Linked DNA regions of Mus musculus: all the other regions are linked to region 3. Evidence: chromatin contacts called from public ChIA-PET and Hi-C data. All regions are on one chromosome and are shown on one strand. The core of a region is the stretch at or near the end of the contact, and the rest is flanking DNA. Distances in the headings are between cores, read along the strand shown. Region 1 holds the start of Ociad1 (OCIA domain containing 1). Region 2 has its middle 15 kb from the start of Commd8. Region 3 holds the start of Txk (TXK tyrosine kinase).

The links. A called contact is a pair of places that touch in the nucleus more often than the background predicts. ChIA-PET counts read pairs in DNA pulled down with a chosen protein or histone mark.
Region 1: a contact with region 3 is called in an RNA polymerase II ChIA-PET map of memory CD8 T cells, with 50 read pairs. The contact joins the promoter of Ociad1 here to the promoter of Txk in region 3. A contact is called at or near these places in 1 of 484 Hi-C or Micro-C datasets (CD8 T cells), 1 of 115 datasets of contacts at active chromatin or transcription factors (memory CD8 T cells) and 1 of 9 other capture datasets (macrophages).
Region 2: a contact with region 3 is called in a Hi-C map of the G1E-ER4 cell line, with 2.4 times the contacts expected there. The contact joins the enhancer-like site here to the promoter of Txk in region 3. A contact is called at or near these places in 6 of 39 promoter capture datasets (the 3T3-L1 cell line, the HPC-7 cell line, hippocampal neurons and 3 more), 1 of 15 datasets of contacts at CTCF or cohesin (large pre-B cells), 11 of 484 Hi-C or Micro-C datasets (the G1E-ER4 cell line, the MNK3 cell line, cerebellum and 5 more) and 5 of 115 datasets of contacts at active chromatin or transcription factors (T-cell acute lymphoblastic leukemia, astrocytes, large pre-B cells and 2 more).

What each region holds. Positions count from the first base shown.
Region 1 is chr5:73,291,362-73,294,214 of GRCm38.p6, forward strand. It overlaps Ociad1 (OCIA domain containing 1), which reads left to right and starts at 1,433. Exons shown (of 9, transcript NM_023429.4): 1 at 1,433-1,615.
Region 2 is chr5:72,181,631-72,184,330 of GRCm38.p6, forward strand. No RefSeq gene overlaps it. Among named protein-coding and RNA genes, the nearest start is that of Commd8, 15 kb to the left of the region's middle. Within about 2 kb of position 1,336, at least 80 of the 459 cell types and tissues checked have an H3K27ac peak or open chromatin away from gene starts, as enhancers often do. A contact at or near this core is called in the G1E-ER4 cell line, the HPC-7 cell line, the MNK3 cell line and 2 more, where this site is marked.
Region 3 is chr5:72,751,515-72,754,214 of GRCm38.p6, forward strand. Txk (TXK tyrosine kinase) reads right to left here and starts at 1,263. Exons shown (of 15, transcript NM_001122754.2): 1 at 1,165-1,263. The coding sequence starts at 1,180.

The DNA of each region.
Region 1 (2,853 bases), core at 183-2,682, 540 kb after region 3:
CCGCCTTGGCTATTTGCTCAATGAAGATATTTGAAAGAGTGCTTGTTAAAGACTCTTCCAGGGATGTCTCTATTCCTCTCAAAGAACAATGGCAAATGGAAGGAATAATTCCATCAAGTCATGCTTGGTGAACTAATGAGCTTAATTAAAGTTACTTTCCAAATCATGGGCAGCTTGCCAGCTATGCCTCTTAATACATCTTTCTCCCAAGCATATATGCTCAATTTTGTACCTTTGAGAAAAGGATGTGCCTCTGAGCTCTTGACTCTTCAGGAGGGCATGTTCGTGGAAGCAATCTTTTGAGGGTCTCCAGTGGGTACACCACAGCTGCTCTGATCACAAGGATGGAACCCAAGGCTTTCACAGCTGAGCTTAAAGTTCCGTGATTTCTGGTGATCCCCACGTTCCTGGTGCCATAGCAAGGGTCTAAGATGGTTAACAAATCCTATCGCCTTTCTCCATTGGATGGGCATCAGCTTCCAGGAAGGCTTTGGAGCTCACCCAAGTTATGTTTGAGTTCGTCCTTAGTGTGGGGTTCAGGAGCCATAGAGGTCTAGCCATGACTCCGGATTCATGTTTTACATGACTTTCTCTCTTAAATAAGCATACAGACAAGTTCGTGGATGCCATAGAACCAGTGAAAAACATATGAAATGAGGAATGGTGGGAAGTCTGACAATTATAGGAGTTCATAACTTCGTGGGCTGGAGCTATCAGAGGTATCAACGATATACTTTCAGGACTTGGTTCAGTATACGCACTCAGTAAACATGCCTAGGATCAGTGTAAGAAATGAATAGTTGGTGGTTAGGAGTGGCAGCCTGAGCTCTGACGAAAAGTTGGTCTCCTAGCATTAAAATATAGTCTCCTGGTAATACAGCCCCAGAGCCTAAACTCCTTTTCAGACTTGTTTTAACCCAAAACTGTGAAACACACATTATTTCTGTTATTCAGATGAGTAAATTCTGAGTCTCCGAGTTGGAGTGTATCCTGACTCTAGTGTTAGAATCAATCGGACACTAGACTGGAGGTTCTGACAGTTAACTTAAGAGTTCACGCTTAAAATTCACTACCTAGCCTAGAGGCTTAAAGCATAAGAAAATTTCTGTAAATCTTAAAATTAGGGAAGTCCAAGGAAAGTCATGGGATAAGGAGGGGACTTGAGGATGGAGGGGTTCCAAAATGTCCCTACTGGCTTGTCACTGAACAGTCTCTGGGGTATGTCACAAGAGCATCGAACCTAGAGGCAGAGCTGAGCTGCAGGCCTTAACTCGCGCAGCCGCAGTGCAGCTCTGGAGCGCCGCGGCCTGGGGCGGGGTGGGGGGCGGTGAAAGGGGCGGGACTAGTTGGACGGGGCGTGATCGACATCCGTGAGTATTGAGAAACTGGCCCGCCGCTGTTTCCCAGCGCTGTCCTGACGTCATTTCCCGTCAAGGGTACTGCTTCCGGGTGTCGGCCTGCTGGCGCTCGTGTGTGGGTGACATCTTGGCGATCGCTTGGAAGCTGCCCTCTTTCCCCTCCCCGCTTCCCGCGTTGTCCGCTGTGCCTGTCTCTGGGGTCCTCTCCCGGCCTCTACCCCGGGTCCTGCTCCCAGCGTTGCCGCCTCCATCGTGAGGTGGGTGTGGTGGCGCGGCTTTCCGCCAGTCTCCCACCCTCGCCCGCAGCCGCCATTTTCCTGCCCGGAGGTGTCCGGTCGCACTGCGGGCCTGGGCTCTGCTGCAGCGCCGGTGACTCGGGCACCGGGAGACCTGCATGGAGGGGTGGGGAAAGCCGCGATGGCCGAGGTGGGGTGGCAGGTCAGGGACAGGAGTGCTGGCGTCCGCGGCTACTGCCTCGCTTGAGCCTTGTTCTTTATGATTACAGCTTTGAGCTGTAGTGATCAGACAGGTCGCACTGCCCTCCAGCCTCCCTGGGGACGAGATTTTCTTTCTTTCTTTTTTTTTTTTTTTCTTTTTTGGTAGGGTTTTGCAGTTTGAGAAGCTTCCTCTGAATGCTTCATCTGTCCAAGAGTTCAGTTTACCTTTTCTGAAACCTTTTTCTTTGAAGGGATATAGGTATGCAATAGGTGATGATTTTAGTGACTAAACGAATTACAGAAAGGTGCTTTGCTGTTGGCATCCAGTAAGTCATACTGCGATGCGTTTGTTTCAGCGAAGACGTACTCCTTATTTTGTCTGAAATGCTGAGGTCTAAGTTTAAAGGAAGGCGAAAGAATATATTTGCTCTTGGATTTTAAAATTTATTTAAGATGTTTGAAGATTACTTGGGCTGGTACAGGGAAGTTTGCCATTAGCGTAGCTACCTGCAGAAAATGTGACGTCATTATTTTTTGACTGCTGAGTTAGGGGATACAATGCAGTTTCGTTTTAATTGGAAACCTAGAAGTGACTTGAGGTTTTTCCCTAATCATTTGGATATGGTTGTAGTTTTTGTTTTGTTTTTGAGTCAAGGTACAGAATAATGTGAAATAACATAACCTAGCCTTAGAAGGGAATTTTTTTCCATTGTTTTGATGTACCCGTTTTTCAATCAAAGGGTCGAATGTGAATAATTAGTTCAGATATGTTTATGACCCTTTTTCATTCAGTTATTTTTTTATGTCAGGTAGTTGAAATGTAAAAGTCGGGGCCTGAAGAGATAACTCAGCAGGTAAGAGCACTGGCCCTTGCAGAGTTTCCAGTACCCACATGTCCTATCACAGTATCACAACCATCTGGAACTCCCAGTTCCTGGGGATCAGGTGTCATCTGATCTCAGGCACCAGGCATGTTAGTGTATACAAGCAAAGCACCATGCACGTAAAATACAACTAACTGTAAAAATGTTTAATGTTCAGTAAATATTTGTTGATTT
Region 2 (2,700 bases), core at 86-2,585, 570 kb before region 3:
ACTTGGCCTTCCACCCAGCAGACTACATTCCATGCAGACCCTGGCTAGATGAAACAATTCCACTAATTGAGCAGAGCAGCGCTGCTTCCTTTCACTGTATATTCATTCATTCAGGCCTTACTTGTCAGACCAAAACTACATCAGGCTGGATTCTCCAACACAGCCTCCCTAGTCGGGGACACAGCTCAGGATCCCCGTGGACTGCTGTAGTGTAATGCACTAACATGCCTGGTGCCCCAAATCTGCATTGTTTAGTAGAGTTCCATCCCTGCTGGTTTTCTTACCCTAGCAGTCAGCCTTAACTATGTGCAAGCCCTCCACCACGGCCAGGTTTCCTGGCTACATTCACTGCCAGGGAGTATTTTAGGCCCTCAGTTTAATTCTCTTGCACTGAAGTATCTTGATTACCTAGTGCTTTTCGGTTTGTTACAGTCCTGGTCTGCCCACTATCGTTGAAGTCTCTCCCTCCTCCTCTTCTTTCTTCTCCTTTAAAAGACTTTAAAAGTCTATTTAGGTTGAGTCCTCACTTCTGTTTTTAAATCCTTTACTAAATGTTTGCTGCGCCTACCTCTACATCCTGTTGGCAGAATGCATCCCCTTCCTCCTACACTCCCATAGCACTGATTGCTGTGTCAATTATAAATGGTATTCTATTAGCATCTCACAACTTGCTGCTGGGTTTGTATTTTAGCGATGAGAGTGAAGGACTCTTTTAAAAGACTACCACTGAGCCCTGTATGGAATTATCCTGGCCTTTTGTTGTGTAGGGGTTGTTAGTAGACCCCTCAGTGCTATGTGGAATCTTTCTTTCATTTTGGGTTTATTTTGTTTTTAGATAGTATCCCCCTCTGTAGCACAGTCTACACTTAAACCCAGCATGTAGTTGTTCTGACTCCAAACTCATGGCAACCATGCCATAGCTTAGGACTAAAGGCATGAACTATCAGCTTCCGTGCCTGTCAGCTTTCCTGGACAATGTAGGCAACAGTGAAGCCCAGCTGTGGGCTCAGCAGGGCCTGGAATGGAAATCTGAAGACAGAGAGGAGAAGCGTGCCCTGCACAGGAGGTGAGAGGGCAATGTTGCATTCAAAAGGAAGGTGAAAGGGAAGTGATGGAAGATGCTTTGTAGGAAAAAAGGACGTGTGGAAACTCAGCCTATAGACTGAACTAAATTAATGAAGTCAGAAGATGTAGGGAAATCATCTCAGGCTAAGCCAGGAACAAGGATGGGCGTGCACTCATCTTTTTATTCATTCTTCATGTGTATGTGTGCTGCCCATGTCCACTTCCCCCTTTGGGTTGAAGGCTGGGTGTAGACAGGAAGCTCAGCTGGGTGTGGCTAAGTGCAGCGCAGGATCTCTGTCAGAGATGAGTTCCAGGGCAAGGCACACACCCAGGAACAGCTTAGGAGAACTGGTTCCATTTATGGAGGTGGTGGGTATTTATGGGGAGGTGGCCAGGGTCTCTAGGGCAAGGTTTGTGTGGCTGTGTACCGTTGTCCGGAGCAGAGGTATTGGAAGATACTTCATCTACACACTCAAGGCTTTGGTAGCAGCAGGGGATGGTGGGTGGGGGATGCTCATAAGGTCAAGAAATGAAGCCTGATAACTGTCTGGGTAATAGTTTCTTACAAGGGTTGATGGCGGGGAAGCTGGTTTTATGGCACCAGGTTGGGGCCTGGTTAAAAAAAAAGAAAGAAAGAAAGAAAGAAAGAAAGAAAGAAAGAAAGAAAGAAAGAAAGAAGAAAAGAAACCAAAAAACAGAGGTGAGGATTCAACCTAGGTAGACTTTGAAGGTTTTAAAGAAGAAGGAGGAGGGAGAGGAGGAGAACGAGAAGGATAGGAGGAGGAGGAGAGGGACACTACTGCCATAGTGGGCAGACCAGGCCTGTAACAAATCTCCAGTTGAATCATGTTTGAGGTAGCTAGGGGCTGAAGCTCTGTAGCCCCGAGTTATTACATTCCCGTGTGTGTGTGTGTGTGTGTGTGTGTGTGTGTGTGTGTGGTGTGTACACAGGTGTGCAGAGGTGCTTGTATAACTATACACACCTGCATCTGGAGGTCAAGGTCAGAAGTCTTTTTCTATCACTCTCCGACCTTATTCATTGAGGCAAGGTCTCTCTCTTGAACACAGAGTTTGCCCATATGGCTGGTCTTGGCTAGGCAGCCTGCTCCTAGGTTCCCTATCTCTGCCTTATGGCTACTCAAGATCACAGGTGGGCCGACACACCTACCTGACCTGTACATGCGTTCTAGGAATCTAAACCTCTTGCTTTCAGAGTTGTGCAGCAAGCACTTTAACTACTGTGCCATCTCCCCAGCTCTGCTCTTTTTTTTTTTTTAGAAGAAACCCCATGTTCCCTCCCCTCTTTTTTTCTTTTTAATAATCAGGAACAAAAAGCAAGGAAAAGCCCAAGAAATCCTCAAGGGAGTTGCAGGGACTAACCATCAAAGCCCGTAGTAATAACGAAACTCACTTTGTGTTAATAGTCAATGCCTATCAAAAGACAGCTGCAGAGGAGAAGGGGAACTGAACCAAACTGCGGGGATTAAGGAACTGGCTAGCGTGTTTGAGATCTTCTGGGTAGATCTAGGACTAGAGAGAAGCCACGCCCTGCTTGACCCAAAAGATAACACAGCTCTGTTGGCCCCGCCCCTTTCATATTCATGCCCCTTGCCTTCCTGCTTTCTTCTTACACTT
Region 3 (2,700 bases), core at 13-2,512:
CCCCAGGCCACGGGGAAATCTAAGACCCCATAGATAAGTAGTCTCCCACTTCATCCCTAGACAGCCTCTGCATCTACTTGCCTTACACGTAGCTGAGCCTTTCCTGTCATAACACATGGCCTTCCTTCCCCTGGTTCTGATCTCATGAGAAACAATCAAAGCCTTTAAAAGTCCATATTCTGCATCTGCTCAACATTATTCTGCCCTTGGGGAGGTGGGGACTCGTGACAATTCTTTGTATCTTTTTCTGTCTTGAGCTGCTTGGCCTATTTCTGATAACAAGAAACCTTTTTGTTGCTGTTGCTGTTGTTGTTGTTATTGTCTTGTTTTGTTCTTAGTGAATCAAACTGTAAATCATATTCAGGAAGGCACAACAAAAATAGCATTTGATTATTTTTATAAATCCTACCAATGTCTGGAGGTCCTAATAACGTGCTGTGGCTTAAAGAGATATGTAAAATTCGGTCAGTTTTTTCCTACTGCCAGCTAAAAATAAATCAGAATTCTGGCCTAATCTAGAATGACTAAGTTCTACTGATGTTTGATTCCCAGGGCATCTAGAATTAAAATCAGAGATCGTCTTTTTTTTTTCCTTTCCTAAACCCCTATACATAATTAGCCTCTCTTGAGTCTTAACTGTGGAGTGCTTCCAAAAATCGTCTTGAAGTCTTTCAAAGCAACTCTCAGATTAGTTGATGTGCTTGCCAGCTTTGCCCACTGTTTACTTGTGACGGCTATAGGAGGAGGCAGAAAGGGAGCGCTCACACTGTAGACTTGTTCATCCAACCGAGGTGCCAATGGGAACCTGTCAAAGCTGAGGCTAAACCAGAAAAGTCTGATCTCTTCACCCTCAACTCTGAGTTCATTATCATTCAAAAAACAAACATATCCCATCACACTGACCGAATTTCCACACATGCTAAGTACACAACTTTTTTTTTTTTTGCTATTGTCATCTGTATTCTCAATTCTCAAGTATATAATTTTATCAAGAGGCAGTGGACATTTAACTAAGCCACAAAATCCTGTCACTACATCTGAAGAAATCATCTTTAGGATTTCACAAATTCCTTGTTTTAGCAAAACCCACTCCTAGGGGTCACCAGTAGGCAACACACCCATAAACACGCTGTGACATTAAATGGTAAAGCCCATCTTACTCACAAGAGGACAGGATCATGGCGACCCTGCTTGCTGGCCATACACAGAAGCCTTGGTTCTTCAGCTCTGTTCCACTCACGGTAACACATCTTTCAACTGAAAGCATAGTTGTTGGCCTGTGACGTTTCTCACAGGCAAAGTTTACCCCACCTAATTTCCTGTTCTGAAAACCTCAAGAGTGTGTGAATGACAACCCAGTGGCCTACATAAGAAACTTCAGAGCTCTGTATCCAGATCTGAAGTGTTAGCACTTCCTTATACCTACGCTGTGGGTGTGTCTAGAAAACACTTTGAAGAAATCACAGAATTTCGGTAAAAGGGGCCTTCATAGTAGTCAACTTAAACTGTCTTCCCTGTGCTGATACTGGAATAAAGGACCATACAAGAAGAAATTTTACTTACTGGAGGGCTCATAGTGGTACAGGGAAAATCGACTTCTAGGATCATGAATATCCAAACTAGGATGTTTGGCCCTCTGATTTAGGACTGACTCTAAAGACTTGGTTTGGGATTAGGGGAGAATCTAAAGATCTGTTTTAAAAACTGGCTGAAGCTAGGTGTGGTGGCAAAAGTCTTTAATCCCAGCACTCTGGGAGGCAGAGGCGAGTGAGTTCAAGGCCAGCCTGGTCTACATAGAGTTCCAGGACAGCCAGGGTTACATAGAGAAACCTTGACAGACAGAGAGAAAGACAGAGACAGAGAGACAGACAGAGATACAGACAGAGACAGGAGAGGCAGAGAGACAGACAGACAGACAGACAGAGACAGAGAGACAGAAAGACAGGGACAGAGAAAAGAAAAGATTTAGCCTCAGCTTTGACAGGTTCCCATTGGCACCTCGGTTGGATGAACAAGTCTACAGCGTGAGCGCTCCCTTTCATTTGTTCTGTTTTCCCATAGGAAGCATTTGTATGGGCTATGGAAATGGCTCAGTGAGCAAAGTGTTTGACACTGAAGTATAAGGACCCAAGTTCAGAGCCAGAAAAGTTACATAATTGACAAGAGAGCACGGTCTCCCACCAGTAAACCAAGTGCTTGGGAGATGGAGACAAGAGATCCTGAGGGCAAACTGGCTAGCTAGACCAGCCAAATCAGCCAGCTCTGAGTTCAATGAGAGATTCTACCTCACTACACAAGGTGGAAAGCAATCGAAGAAAACACACAGCATCAACTCTAGCCCCCATATGCACACAGGCACATATGCACACATACACACATGTATCCTGCCCCCTGAGACCTACATGTGATAAGAAAGAGTATTTCAAATTGTTCACACAGGAACTCAACCTTCTTGTAACTTTCCTGAGCACACCCTGGTTCCTTTCACAGCTCATCCAGATAAAAGGAGAAGATAGGTGGGGCCTATCTTAGCAATAATAGTAAGGCATGCCTGCATATCACCAGCTGCTTGAAGGAGTTGATTAAAAAGTGTGTATGGTTTTGTGATGTGGGGAGTTGGAAGGAATATGGCACATTATGATGAGAATATTTCATTTTTTTATCCATTATAAAAGGAATGAGCTTAGCCTTCGGCCCAAC